Regions from separate parts of the Mus musculus genome. Here region 2 is linked to region 1. The links are chromatin contacts, called in public HiChIP or PLAC-seq maps. All regions are on one chromosome and are shown on one strand. The core of a region is the stretch at or near the end of the contact, and the rest is flanking DNA. Distances in the headings are between cores, read along the strand shown. Region 1 overlaps Tap2 (transporter 2, ATP-binding cassette, sub-family B (MDR/TAP)). Region 2 holds the start of H2-Eb2 (histocompatibility 2, class II antigen E beta2).

Region 1 (6,585 bases), core at 2,266-4,765:
ACAAAACAAAACAAAACAAAACAAAACAAAAAAGCCGGGCAGTGGTGGTGCACACCTTTAATCCCAGCACTTGGGAGGCAGAGGCAGGCGGATTTCTGAGTTCGAGGCCAGCCTGGTCTACAAAGTGAGTTCCAGGACAGCCAGAGCTATACAGAGAAACCCTGTCTCAAAAAACCAAAAAAAAAAAAAAAAAAAAAAAAAAAAAGGAAAAACTATTCTTCCCTCTGCTGGATCAGGTTCTTATGGCAGATGATTTTCAGATGCAGTTTCACACCTGGCTCTGTTTTATAAACCCGGTTGTTCCAGGGGCACTGCTGCTGGTTAGGGACTCTCACCTGCCATGTTGTGTGCTCAGAACCCCAGTGCCTCACACTCCCTTCTGGTCCTTCCTAAAGATGTCCCCTCCCCTTTCCTGTCCCCACCCACAACCTCAGTACTTCGCTTTGGGCCTCAGCCTGATGCCCAGGCAGCATCCTGCTGCTTTCAGTCTCTCCTGGATTAGGGAGCTAGCTCAGTGAATTCCATCTTACTGTGCAAACAAGGGGACCTGGGTTTGAATCTCCAGCACCCAGGCACTGTGAGTCTCAGGGTGTGCGGTGAACACAGGTGGATGTCATGGCAATGGTGCATGGGCAATCTAGCAGAAATGGGGCTCTAGGTTCAGACCAGGTCTTCAAAAAATAAGGTGGAGAGTGATCTAGGAAGGCATCTGATGTCAACCTTTGAACACACACACACATGCATGTACACACACATGGACACATACATGCACACACATGTACACGCACGCATGCACCCATATGCAAACCACACACATGCACAGGCACACACACAGAGCAGTATACCTGGATATGCATATGCACATGCACAGAGCAGTATACCTAGATGTTCATGTCCACCCTCATGCAAAACAGGCGCGCGCGCGCACACACACACACACACACACACACACACACACACACACACCCCACTTCTTCCATCGGTGGCTCCTTTTCATTCTTACTGTGCCCATCCAAAGCCCACCGATTCATGTCTGCTTATTCAATATGGTAACCAAATCTGCAATTGAAACCCATATTTTGGTTTTTTTTTTTTTGTTTGTTTGTTTTCTTGTTTTCCGAGACAGGGTTTCTCTGTGTAGCCCTGGCTGTCCTGGAACTCACTCTGTAGACCAGGCTGGCCTCGAACTCTGCCTTTATGCATTTAGAAAATACGTCTTTAAGTTTTTATTGTAAGAATTTGGCTAACTTACAAGGCTCTCCCAAGGATTAAAGATGAGATTGGTGGCTGGGTATCCACGGAATGGGAGGGAGGGACTTACTGCTGCTTCCTTTGGAAGCACGGTGGTCAGTGAGCCTTGGGCACGCGGGGATTTGTACCGGTTGTGAGAGTGAGCCCACATCTAGCTCCTGTGTCTGCCCTTACTAATTGTTTCTCTGTTCTCACCGCTGTCTTCCCTCCCCCTTCTCTCCACCTCTCTTTCCACCTTGCCCTTCCTTTGCCCCTCCCCCTCCCCCCTCCCGCTTCCCCGTCCTGCCCCCAGCTCCTTCTCTGCAGGCTGTAGAGGAGGCTCCTTCCTCTTCACCATGTCCAGGATCAACCTGCGGATACGAGAGCAGCTTTTCTCATCTTTGTTGCGCCAAGACCTTGGATTCTTCCAGGAGACCAAGACAGGTGAACCTGGCATCTGGGTCTTGGGTGCTCGGCCCTTTCTGGAGTCCTCAGGTCTCCTGTCTGCCTCCCTGCTGGAGCCTGGCAGTTTTCTCTTAGAGCAGGGTAGAGGTCTAGCCCAGTCTCTTTGTAAAGGCTGAGGGGATGAGTCAGCAGGGAGACCCAGAGGAAGGTTTTGGGTTCCCATCATCCTTTCTGCCCTCCCCAGGGGAGCTGAACTCGAGGCTGAGCTCTGACACCTCTCTGATGAGCCGCTGGCTCCCTTTCAATGCCAATATCCTGCTGCGGAGCCTGGTGAAGGTGGTGGGGCTCTACTTCTTCATGCTCCAGGTATCGCCCCGACTCACCTTCCTCTCCCTGCTGGACCTGCCCCTCACGATAGCAGCTGAGAAGGTGTACAACCCCCGCCATCAGGTATGTGTGCATGTCACAGTGCCCTGAGAGAAGGCAAACAGACAAGCAGACAGACAAATAAGTAGATAGGTAGGTAGGTAGATAGATGGGTGGATGGATAGGTAGGTAGTAGACAGACAGACAGACAGACAGACAAATAAGTAGATAGGTAGGTAGATAGATAAATAGGTAGGTAGGTAGATAGATAGATTGATAGACAGATAATCGGTAGACAGACAGAACACCTCTTATCAGTCCCTACAGTCCATTCTATGCTTGCACAACATTTTGCTAGTTCAGTCATTCACTGATGGACATTTGAGTTGAGGAGGTTGGAGGCCCACTGGATCTATAAACAGAAGTGGTTCAAGTGCTAGCTGTGTTGGAGAGCGAGGTGAGCCCCCGGGGTGTCTTTCTGCCTTCCAGTGAGCTTCTCAGAGTCTGTCTATGCCCTTCCCACAAATGACTGTGAATCAGAGTGAAGGACATCTTAGGAGGTTTACACTCATTTATTTGTTTTTATTTTATGTGTGTGGTGTTTTGCTTGCATGCCTATCATTTGTGTGCATTGCCTGAGGAGGCCAGAAGAGGGCGCCAGATACCCTGGGACTGGAGTTACAGATAGTTGTGAGCCACCACGTGGGTGCTGGGGATGGAACCCAGGACCCCTGGAAGAGCAGCCAGTGCTCTTACCCACGGAGGCATCTCTCCAGCCCTGGGAAGTTTTCCCTTTCCCCTCAGCATACACAACTGGATGTGTGTGTGTGTGTGTGTGTGTGTGTGTGTGTGTATGTGTAGTAAACCACACAGATGTGAAACTCACTGCATTGCTCACTTTTGGGTCATAGTTCTGAGCACAGCCTTCTGATTTGTCCATGTTTCCCCCCAAACTTATTGTCATTTTATTTTATTTTTTAAATTGGAATAAAAGCCACCATCCCCTGCAACACGATGTGGTGCAGTGGCTCATTGTGGCTTCGATGTGCATTTTTCTAACCATTAACGATGTTTTCATGTGCTTATGGGACATTTGCCACATTCTTTATATTTTTAAAACTGTATTTTAAAAAATGTATTTCACGTATATCCCAGATGTTACTTGACATGCTGGTGACACATGGGTAGGCTGGTGACACATGGGTAGACATGTGGACAGGGTCCTATGCTGGTGACACATGGGTAGACATGTGGACAGGGTCCTATGCTGGTGACACATGGGCTCTGATGGAACTCACCAAGACAGGAAAAGGCTTCAGGAGAGGGCTGATTAGCGACACCGAGTATGGCTGCAGCAGAGATGCAGAGAAGCTGAGCACAGGGGCTGCCGTTGCAGGGATGTTTCTGCATGCAGTCAGGCTGTGTTTAGTGTCAAAGTGTCCCAGAGCACTTAGTCATGCTGTACTCAGTGTCACTGTGTCCCAGAGTAGTCAGTTTGTGGTTATCTTGGCCTTGAGGCACTGGCAGACTCACCACAAGTCAGAAACGGCTCAACCCAGAACATGGGTCTTAAGGTGGCACCCAGACTTGGCAGCTGGGACTTGTGGTTAACTCTGAGGAGATAACGGTCATGCTCAGAGGCAAAGGATCTGCTAAGCCCAGCCTTCCTGAGGCAAAACAGTCTTGTGTGAAGTTGGGGTGACTCAGGCCAGCTGTCACCCCAGAACAGCAGCTGCTTACCATGACCTTGATGGCTTTCTCATTGTGGACAGGGTCCTGTGCATCTGTCTTTGTTGCCTGCACTTTTGGTGTCAAATCCAAGAATTCATTGTCAAATCTTAGCTAATTGGGGCTGAAGAGCTGGCTCAGTGGCTGAGAGCCCATACTGCACTTGCAGAGGGCTGGGATTTGACCCCCAGCTCCTGTATGCCAGCTATTCAGCTGTCTTTTCGGGACTCACCTGCACTCATGTACACACACACACACACACACACACACACATACACATACACACACTAAATCTTTATAAAAAGAGTTTTTACAGTTTTAATTTTTACATTTATGTCTTTGATGCATTTTGAATTACCTCTCCATCTTTTTAAAACATAAGGATTTATTTTATTTGCACATTTCTGTGTGTGTGTGTGTGTGTCCGTGTCCGCAGAGGCCAGACGACAGCCCCTGATTCTCTGGAGCTGCAGTCACAGGTGTTTGTGTGGCATGGTTTGTGTGCTGGGGATTATACCCTGGTCATCTGGAAGAGACACAAGCTCTCTGAACAGCTGAGCCACTTTGACAGCCACATCTCCACCTTTCTGAATTACTGTCTCTCTCCTCATTTGACATCACATGCAAGAATTCACTTCAAATGAAAGCTAAACAGAATAGCACCACAGTGCTTAACAGGGAGAGCTCAGCAATTCACATATGTTTTCTACTTCCTGTGCTCTGTGAGTGTGCGTGATACACTGGGACAAGCACTTTACCCATGGAGCCATCTCCCCAGCATCTCATCTCCCCTCCCCTCCCCTCCCCTCCCCCTCCGAAAATATTCCTTCTGGAAAGAAAGGCACGGGGCAGTGATGAATTGCTGGAGGGAAGCCCCTGCCTGTTGTGTTCTGCCTTATTCACCGGTTTTATCCGCTGCCCTGTTTTCAGGCGGTGCTAAAGGAGATCCAGGATGCAGTGGCCAAGGCGGGGCAGGTGGTGCGCGAGGCGGTAGGAGGGCTGCAGACTGTGCGAAGCTTTGGGGCCGAGGAGCAGGAAGTCAGCCACTACAAGGAGGCCCTGGAGCGATGTAGACAGCTGTGGTGGCGCCGAGACCTGGAAAAAGACGTGTATCTAGTCATACGGAGGGTGAGGTGACCTGTGCAGGGTGCTGGGTGCAGGGTGCAGGGTGCAGGGTGCAGGGAGAGGGCCAGTGGAGGGAGCGGGAGGGATGAGGAGCCAGACCTCAGGAGGCTTAGGGGACCAGTGCTGCGCAGGGACTGGGGACTCGCTCACCTCTCTCCTGTCCAGGTGATGGCCTTGGGCATGCAGGTGCTGATTCTGAACTGCGGCGTGCAGCAGATTCTGGCTGGAGAGGTCACCCGGGGTGGCCTGCTCTCCTTCCTGCTGTACCAGGAGGAAGTGGGACAATATGTCCGGGTGAGTGAGGTGCACTCATGAGATGCTCTGTGTTTCCATCTGGGCTTCTGGGCCATGAGTTAATTTTCTCATGGATAATTTTAAACATGCTTTAAAAAAGCCATTATTGTGATAAGTCTTCAGGTAACTTTTATCAGCTTTGACAATGATCATAACCCTAAATTAACCCAAACCCCAACCCTAACTCCACCATAACCAACTCTAACCCTAGCCTGACTCCACCCTAAATTAATACTAACTCTAACCTCATCTAAACAACTTCAATTCTAAATAGCCATAATGATATCTTACCCCCACCCTGGCTAATCTTATCCCTAACTGCAATCTAAACAGAACCCTACCCCACACCTTAATCTAACCTTAATTCTAACCTACCCCAATAACCTGCAGTGTTCGATCTGCCTTTATTTTAAAACAAATTCAAGATATCAAATCTCATCTGTAGGGATTTCAGTGTGCACCCCTAGAACATAGATATCTTAAGTATGCAGTCTGAGTGCCATTGTCATACCTAAAAATAACGATTCCTTCCGTTCATCCCGTACACTCAGTGCGCAGAGCTCCACAGGTATACACGCTGTGATTGGCTGACGCCCTTCCAATCTCTGTGTCTACTGGTTTAAAATTCCCACCTTGCTATTGGCTGAAGGAATGGGTCTTTTTGTCCTGTGCTGTTCCCTGTGGCCTGGGTTCTGTGTCTTCTGATTTGCAGTATTATTCTGCAGCAGCATTCCAGTGTGTTCTTCTGACTGTTTCCTATCCACTGCTAGGTAAATCCGTAAACTTTAAAATCCAGTGCTTCCCTCTTTCAAATTATGGCTGTGTTCTTTCTCCGGGAGAGACAACATATCCGGTTCTCTTGGTGTTGGTTGGTGTCTGCCTTTGATGCTTAATGCCTGCATTTGTTAAGTTACCAGGGTTGCAAAATAGTGCTGTCTGTACTTCCTTCCCTTATAACTTGGATACATCAATCGAGAGACTTAACCCCATCCACTATTGGGGTACTTAGTAGTATACTTTGATTAGAAAAGGTATTTAACTATTTCTTTCTATTTGATCACTTTAAAAAAAAAGTTACTTTGCTTTGGGCATTGAACGTAATTTTCCCGGTTACTTCTTTACCATCTTTCACATGTGGAGAGCTGGGCCAAGCTCTCTGATGATTTTAAAGGTGAGCTGGCCGTGATGATTGCTTTATAAAGGATTCCCTGTCTGGAGCATACAGGGTGCAGAGCAGTGAGCGAAAGCTGTGGCTCTTGACATGCTGTGTGGATCCCACAGCTTTTCATCGCAAATCGGAACACTGAAATACTTCTGCATCTTTTAAAAATCCACCAAACTTACTCTGGGGACAGTGGCACAAGTCTGTAACCCTATGGCACAAGTCTGTAATGCTGAGGGAATACGTGACATTCGAGGTTAGCCTGGGCTAAGTAG
Region 2 (6,585 bases), core at 1,261-3,760, 110 kb after region 1:
ACAGAAAGCTGGGCATGGTGGCGCACGCCTTTAATCCCAGCACTTGGGAGGCAGAGGCAGGAGGATTTCTGAGTTCGAGGCCAGCCTGGTCTACAGAGTGAGTTCCAGGACAGCCAGGGCTACACAGAGAAACCCTGTCTCGAAAAAAAAATTTTAACAGAAAAATCAATACCTAGATACAAATGACAGGCTGAGCAAAGAAATCTGAGAAAGAGGACCAACACCTTTCAAATAGACTCAAGAATTATCTTATGGTGCAAGCAAGCCAGTGAAAGGCTTGTATAAGAAAAACTTTCAGACATTGAAGAAAGACACTGAAGAAGATATCAGAAGATGGAATAATTTCCCATGCCTCTTGGTCGGTGTGATTAATATAGTAAAGACAGTTTTCCTAGCAAAAGCAATCTTCAGAGTCAGTGCAAGCCCCTTCATTATTTCAACACAATTCTTCACGGAAATTGAGAGGAGAGCATTCAGCTCCATATGGAAACACAAAAATACCCAGGATAGATAAACTATCCTGAATAGTAAGAGAACTGCTGGGGTATCACCTTCAAGTTGTACTACAGAGCTAGAGTAATAAAAAGAGCATGGTGTTCCTTGAAACAGATACAGTCATCATTGGAGTTGAACTGAGGACCCAGAGAAGTCCTTGCACCTATAGACAAATATGTAAGAAAAATTTGACAAAGAAGTGGAAAAGACACAGTAGAGAAACGACAGCTGCTGTAGGAGATGGTGCTGGTCAAACTGGATGCCTGCATGCAGAAGAATGCAAGTAGATACTTATCACCCTGCAGAAAGAAAACTCAACTCCAAACACATCAAGGAACTCAGGACATGACAAGATACCCTGAGCCTGACAGAAGAGACAGTGGAACACAGGGTTGAACTCATTGCCACAGGAAAGAGATTCTGAACAAGACACTGAAAGCCCAAGCAATAAGACCAAGAATCAGTAAATGGGACCATGAAAATGAACATTTTTCGGGCAAGTGATAATGCTCATTTACTGCTCTTGCGAAGGTCTTGAGTTCAAATCCCAGCAATCACATGATGGATCACAACCATCTGTAATGAGATCTGACACCCTCTTCTGGTGTGTCTAAAGACAGCTATAGTGTACTTACATATAATAATAAATAGATCTTTAAAAAAAGAAAATGAAAATATTCTATACTGCAAAGGACACTACCATATGGGGAAAGTGGCAGCCTAGAGAATTGGAAAATATTTTTACAAATTATATGTATGATAGAGGGTATCTAATATATATGAAGAGCTAAAAAGGTAAAGCCAAAACATCAGGAAAATAAGAAAACAAAATAGATCTCAGCAGAGTGTTTTCAAAGGTGAAATATATCAGAGAAACAGTTTAAAATGTTCAACATTCATTTTTATTTTTATTTTATTTTATTCTTATTTTCATTTAATAGGGGGTTGTATATGTGTAATACTTGTTTTCTGTTCTGATTTATTTGGTACACAGAGATGGGAGGAGAGAGGGAGAGAGAGAGAGAAAGAGAGAGAAAGAGAGAGAGAGAGAGAGAAAGAGAGAGAAAGAGAGAGAGAGAGAGAGAGAGAGAGAGAGAGAGAGAGAGAGAGAGAGAGAGAGAGAGAGAGAGAGATATCATAAAGTTGGGTGATGAGGAATGGCGGGAGGAACTGAGGGAAAACATAATCAAAGTGTATTCTATGAAGTTTTCTTTTTAACAAAAGTTTTAAGAGATAGCACCAGGAATAGCTCTGAGTACAGATTTGGGCACCTAAAAACTCACTCAATGAATTGTAGTGACATTTATTGCAGGGTGGCAAATCCTACTTCAAGAACTACCAAGATAGATAAAGAGGGACCATCAGAACAGTGGATTAATCTTGGAGTTCCTATTCTGAACTGTCACTCAAAGCACATTCTTGATCTAGGTCGTCACCGTTACTTAACATAATGTGTAATCATCATGCAGCACACGGTTCACATTTCACAAATACTATGATTGTATTTTATACTGTAATTCACACTTTATGTTCAGTGATTGTCTTCGTTCTAACCTTATATGCACACATTAGCAAAGAGTTCTTATGACCTTTCTTAGGATAAAGCAGAAGGCAAGTAAATGTTAGAGGATTTCCCTCAGCAGATGGGGAAGTCATAGGAGGAACCCCAACTGGGACTGGACTCTCACAGGTTCAGTTAGCCTGAGGCAGACTGATGGTGTCAAGGCTGCCATCAATCAGAGTTGGTGGCTCAGTACAGCGTCCATGCAACTGCTGCAGAGCCACACTGATCAAAGCTTCTAGGCTCTGAGCTGAAGCAGTCTGTCTGCTTAACAAAGGAAACTGGAAATTTCAGAAAGACCTTCACTCTGCGCCTCTGACCAGCAACTGATGCTGCTGGTGCTCTTGGCTGCTGATTGGTTCTTCAGCACTGAAGGTGCCCAACCCAGCACCAGTGGGTGGAGTCTCTCACCCTTGCCAGTCAGCCAGGTTGGCCTGCCTCTCTAGCAACCAACCTCTCCTCTCCTCAAGCATGGTGTCTCTGTGGCTCCCCAGAGGCCTCTGTGTGGCAGCTGTGATCCTGAGTCTGATGATGCTGACCCCTCCGGTGATTTTAGTCAGGGACCCACGACGTAAGTGCACCACCTCTCATGTTCTGAGTTGCTAGGGGTTGGGAACAAAGGGGCTAGCTTCATTTTGTCTACAATTGGTTTTAAAAAAACTTCTCAGTTTTTCTTTGATCACCTCTCTTAATCATACGAATCTCATATTATTTCCATATAAAAGTGTCTTAGATGTTCTTTTGAGACCCATGAATGGAATTGACACATGGGTCATATTCCTTCCCTCCTCATGTGTCCGGTCAACACTGACATCACATTTCCTACATGAAAACGACAGGGCACTTAAATAAGGACCTGTATAGCACCTGTCTGAAATGTTAAGTTGGAAAATTTCCCTGAAGATTTCATGAGCAATTAAGGGGAGTTGGGGGGCCCTGTCCTAAAGACTGTGCTGTGCCCTTACTGGGATCTGTGGCCTGATCTCGTCTCCCTGAATCCCAGAGTTTTTGAAACCTCCATCCCCGTGCTGGGATGCTGTCAGGGGAAGTAGTCAGGGTTCTCTCTCTGCTGTTGATGGCACCCTAGAGCGGACCCTGGGACTTAATATTTGAATCTGCCTCCTAGACAAGGAATACAGATAATATACTCTTGGTACCTGAAACTTAACAGTTCTTCTGAAACAGTGCACTGTGTCTCAAGCATCAACTGCATTTCTGCCTGAGGGTGAAGGAGAGGATCCACCTGGTTTCAGATGTGAAGTTCTATTTTCATATAGAAAATATGTCAGAATCAACAGTTACATGTGGTTCAAACTGAGTACCCAGAGCCTGGGGGTTGGGGCCAGACAGCGTGAAGGCTGCTAATGTCTCCTGGGGTTAGAAGACAGTCAGGAAATAAAGTGTCTGGTGTTGTGCGACTTCCCCAAGCTTTGAAGGTTCCATTGCTCACCTTCTCGTCTCAATTATCTGTGTGGGCTTGTTGGTCCTCACTACATCTCTCTGCCCTTTCCATGCACTGTGTAAAGGTCATCCTTGTCTAATTCAAGTGCTGATATTTTGCCCTCATATCTTGTTTCAATCCAGACATGGCCATGTAATGGTCATACCAAGAACCTCCTCTCTCATGTTTGTGTAAATAATTCTTATCGTTTCTTTTATGCCTTGTCAATAAATACTGATCATGCAATGGCTGGGCAGAAGAGAGAATAGGGTGGGACATCTGCCAATCAGAGGAAGGATTTGGAGCCATGAGGAAGAGATTTGGAGAAAGACCATGGAAACACCCCTGAAGCCAAATGAGCCATATCAATAATAATATGCATGAGACATGGCATGTTGGCCAGATTAGCATAGAAGGTGAAGGCAGATCATTTAACTGCTCAGCTATTGAGGTGCAGTTGTAAATGAGTCTTAGTTTCTCTGTGAAGTTTTTGGTGATTACCATAATGTAAAGAAATACAACTGCTGGACTCATACACTGCCAATATTTATATTAACAATAGTTAACTTGCACTGATGTTTTTATTGTTTAATAACCCTTGCAAAGGCTCCCAGTAATGCATTGAACAAGTGCAGGGAGTGCGGCTAGCCTGTGTCTTACCTGATGCAGGAAGAAAATGATTTCAGCTCCACACACTCCAAAACTGACTGTGGATTTTTATTTATTGCCTTCATCATTTTGATGTATGTTCCTTCTACACCTAATTTTTTTGAGTCTTGCTTATCACAAACAGAATGAACTTTATCAAAAGCCTTCCTAGCATCAGCTGAAACGACAATGTTGCTTTAATCCTTCATTGTGGTAGGCTGTGCTTTCATACTTATTTACTTACATACATCCAACCGTCCTTGCATCTGGAAGATGACTCATGCTTGGGTGTGGCCTATGAAGATTTGGTGGGCCTTTGATTTGCTACCATTTTATTGGAAATTTTGACATGTCTGTTCATAGAGGCTATGATGCTGGTTTATCTTTGACTGGATTTTTGCCTATTTGTTTCAGGGAATAATGGCCTCCCTAGAAAGGGTTGACAAAGCACTATCCACTTCAGTTTGTAGAATTCTGTAGCTACAATTGGAGTCAATTCTTCAAATGTTTCACGAAATCGGGCAGCACCAAGACCTGAACTCTCCTTATTATCAGTCTATTTTGTTTTTCTATTTCTTTGTGGTTCAGTTACTATGAGCTGCATTTGTTCAGGGATTTATCCATCTTTTCCAGGCTTGCCAGTTGTTTGACATAGACTCCCTCAAGGCAGTGTCTTACACCCCACTATTATATGCTTAACTGATAATGCCTTTTTTTTAACCTCTAGTTTTATTTTTCTTTGCTTTCTTTTTTTATCTCTTGGTTAGCACAGCTAATGGTTTTTCAATTTTTGTAATCCCTTCAAATACAGTTCTTTGCTTCACTAATCACTTGTGCCATGTATTTCCCTTTCCCTTTTTAATTCATGAAGTGATATGTATCATTTATTGTCACAGATTTCACATCTAGGTTATTGTTGCTTTTCTAACTCCTTGATAACTTTTAGGTGTATTGTTTATTAGTTGATATTATGTTATTTTCAATTAATGCATTTATAAGTTAAAAAAGTTTCATTTACCCATAAAAAGGGAAGATGAGCAAAACAAAAATGGTACTACTTTCAGAAACAGGGCAAAACTAGCTGCAGTCATAGTTGCTAGAGTAAGAGAGACTCAGGACACAGGCAGCTGTGCAGGTGAAGGGCCATTCTGGAAAATGAAAAGCACCAGGAAGAGGCAGGAGAGAAAAATGGGGCGTGAACACAGCCAAGGTTCATGCTACACTTGATAGAAAATGTCAGTATGAAACCCATCACCTTGCACAATAAACACACTCTGGTGTACAACTCTAAAGAAACAACAAAAACTCCCCAAACTTCCTTGTCTTTGCAGCTTTTGCTGACACCAACACATGCTTGTTTCTGGAAAGTTCTTTGTTTTCCTTCTTAGATTCTTCAATTATAGAGCTGCCATTTAGGGGTGTGTCCTATAATGCATCCCAGCCATATTGTTTCCACTTTCCTAATTGCTTATTTTTTTTAAAGATTTATTCATTTAATCCATGTATGTGAGTACATTGTCGCTGTCTTCAGACACACCAGAAGAGCACATCGATCCCATTACAGATGTCTGTGAGCCACTAAGTGGTTGCTGGGAATTGAACTCAGTACCTCTTGAAGAGCAGTCAATGCTCCTAACCTCTGAGCCATCTCTCCAGCCCATCCTAATGTCTTTTTAACTGCAATTTTACTCCATTCTGCTCTGAGATGATGCATGCGCTAACTTAATGCAATATCTCTTGAACCTCAATTCATGGATCACCATGTGCTGTGTCCTGGGGAATGGTCACATCCTGCTAGGACAGCTGTGTGCTCTGCTGGCGTTGGATGGGATGTTCTCTGATTAGGCGTGGCTTTTCTGCCTCTGTCCTGTAAAGTGGGAACTCAGAAGTTACTTGATGATTCTCTCTGTACATCTGGTCATTGAGGAGAATAAGGGAGAGGCTGCCCATTCATTAAGGTGTTACAGTCTTTCTATATATAGATTTATTAATATTTGACTTGTATGATGCATTGTTCCCAAGCCAGGCACATGCATGTATGTCCATTTAAAGTCATTAATAATTTTGTTAAATTTATCATTGTACCAATATTCAAAGACCTTATTTGTCTTTTTCACTTGTTACAGTTCAAGGTCTTCTTTACTTGGTATGAATGTTGCTATTTTGCCGCTATTTTTGTTTCCAATTTTGTGATGTATCTTCCTCGGCCTTCCTTCCAAGCCTCTATATATGTTCATGAAGGTGATGAGTTTCTTGTAACAACTATATAGTGGAGTATTATTTTTATCCTTTCAGCCAGTTTATATCAGTTGATTGGTGACTTTAATTCATTTGTATTCAAGGTTATTTTTATTATGTTTTCCTTTCTTCCTGCCTGCCTGCCATTCTCCCCACCCCTTTCCTTCTTTGCATACATTAGTGCGGTGCATAGTAACTCAGA

The links. HiChIP or PLAC-seq counts read pairs in DNA pulled down with a chosen protein or histone mark.
Region 2: an H3K4me3 HiChIP or PLAC-seq map of the SCID.adh cell line shows a contact between it and region 1, with 10 read pairs. The contact joins the promoter of H2-Eb2 here to the enhancer-like site in region 1. A contact is called at or near these places in 4 of 39 promoter capture datasets (the HPC-7 cell line, cranial neural crest, embryonic stem cells and 1 more), 2 of 484 Hi-C or Micro-C datasets (the HL-1 cell line and embryonic stem cells), 6 of 115 datasets of contacts at active chromatin or transcription factors (the SCID.adh cell line, T-cell acute lymphoblastic leukemia, bone marrow-derived macrophages and 3 more) and 2 of 9 other capture datasets (adipose tissue and liver).

The regions. Positions count from the first base shown.
Region 1 is chr17:34,207,211-34,213,795 of GRCm38.p6, forward strand. It overlaps Tap2 (transporter 2, ATP-binding cassette, sub-family B (MDR/TAP)), which reads left to right. Exons shown (of 12, transcript NM_011530.3): 4 at 1,544-1,674; 5 at 1,880-2,085; 6 at 4,660-4,857; 7 at 5,020-5,148. Among named protein-coding and RNA genes, the nearest start is that of Tap2, 6.0 kb to the left of the region's middle. Within about 2 kb of position 3,516, at least 103 of the 459 cell types and tissues checked have an H3K27ac peak or open chromatin away from gene starts, as enhancers often do. A contact at or near this core is called in the HPC-7 cell line, the SCID.adh cell line, T-cell acute lymphoblastic leukemia and 1 more, where this site is marked.
Region 2 is chr17:34,323,165-34,329,749 of GRCm38.p6, forward strand. It overlaps H2-Eb2 (histocompatibility 2, class II antigen E beta2), which reads left to right and starts at 2,511. Exons shown (of 5, transcript NM_001033978.3): 1 at 2,511-2,627. The coding sequence starts at 2,528.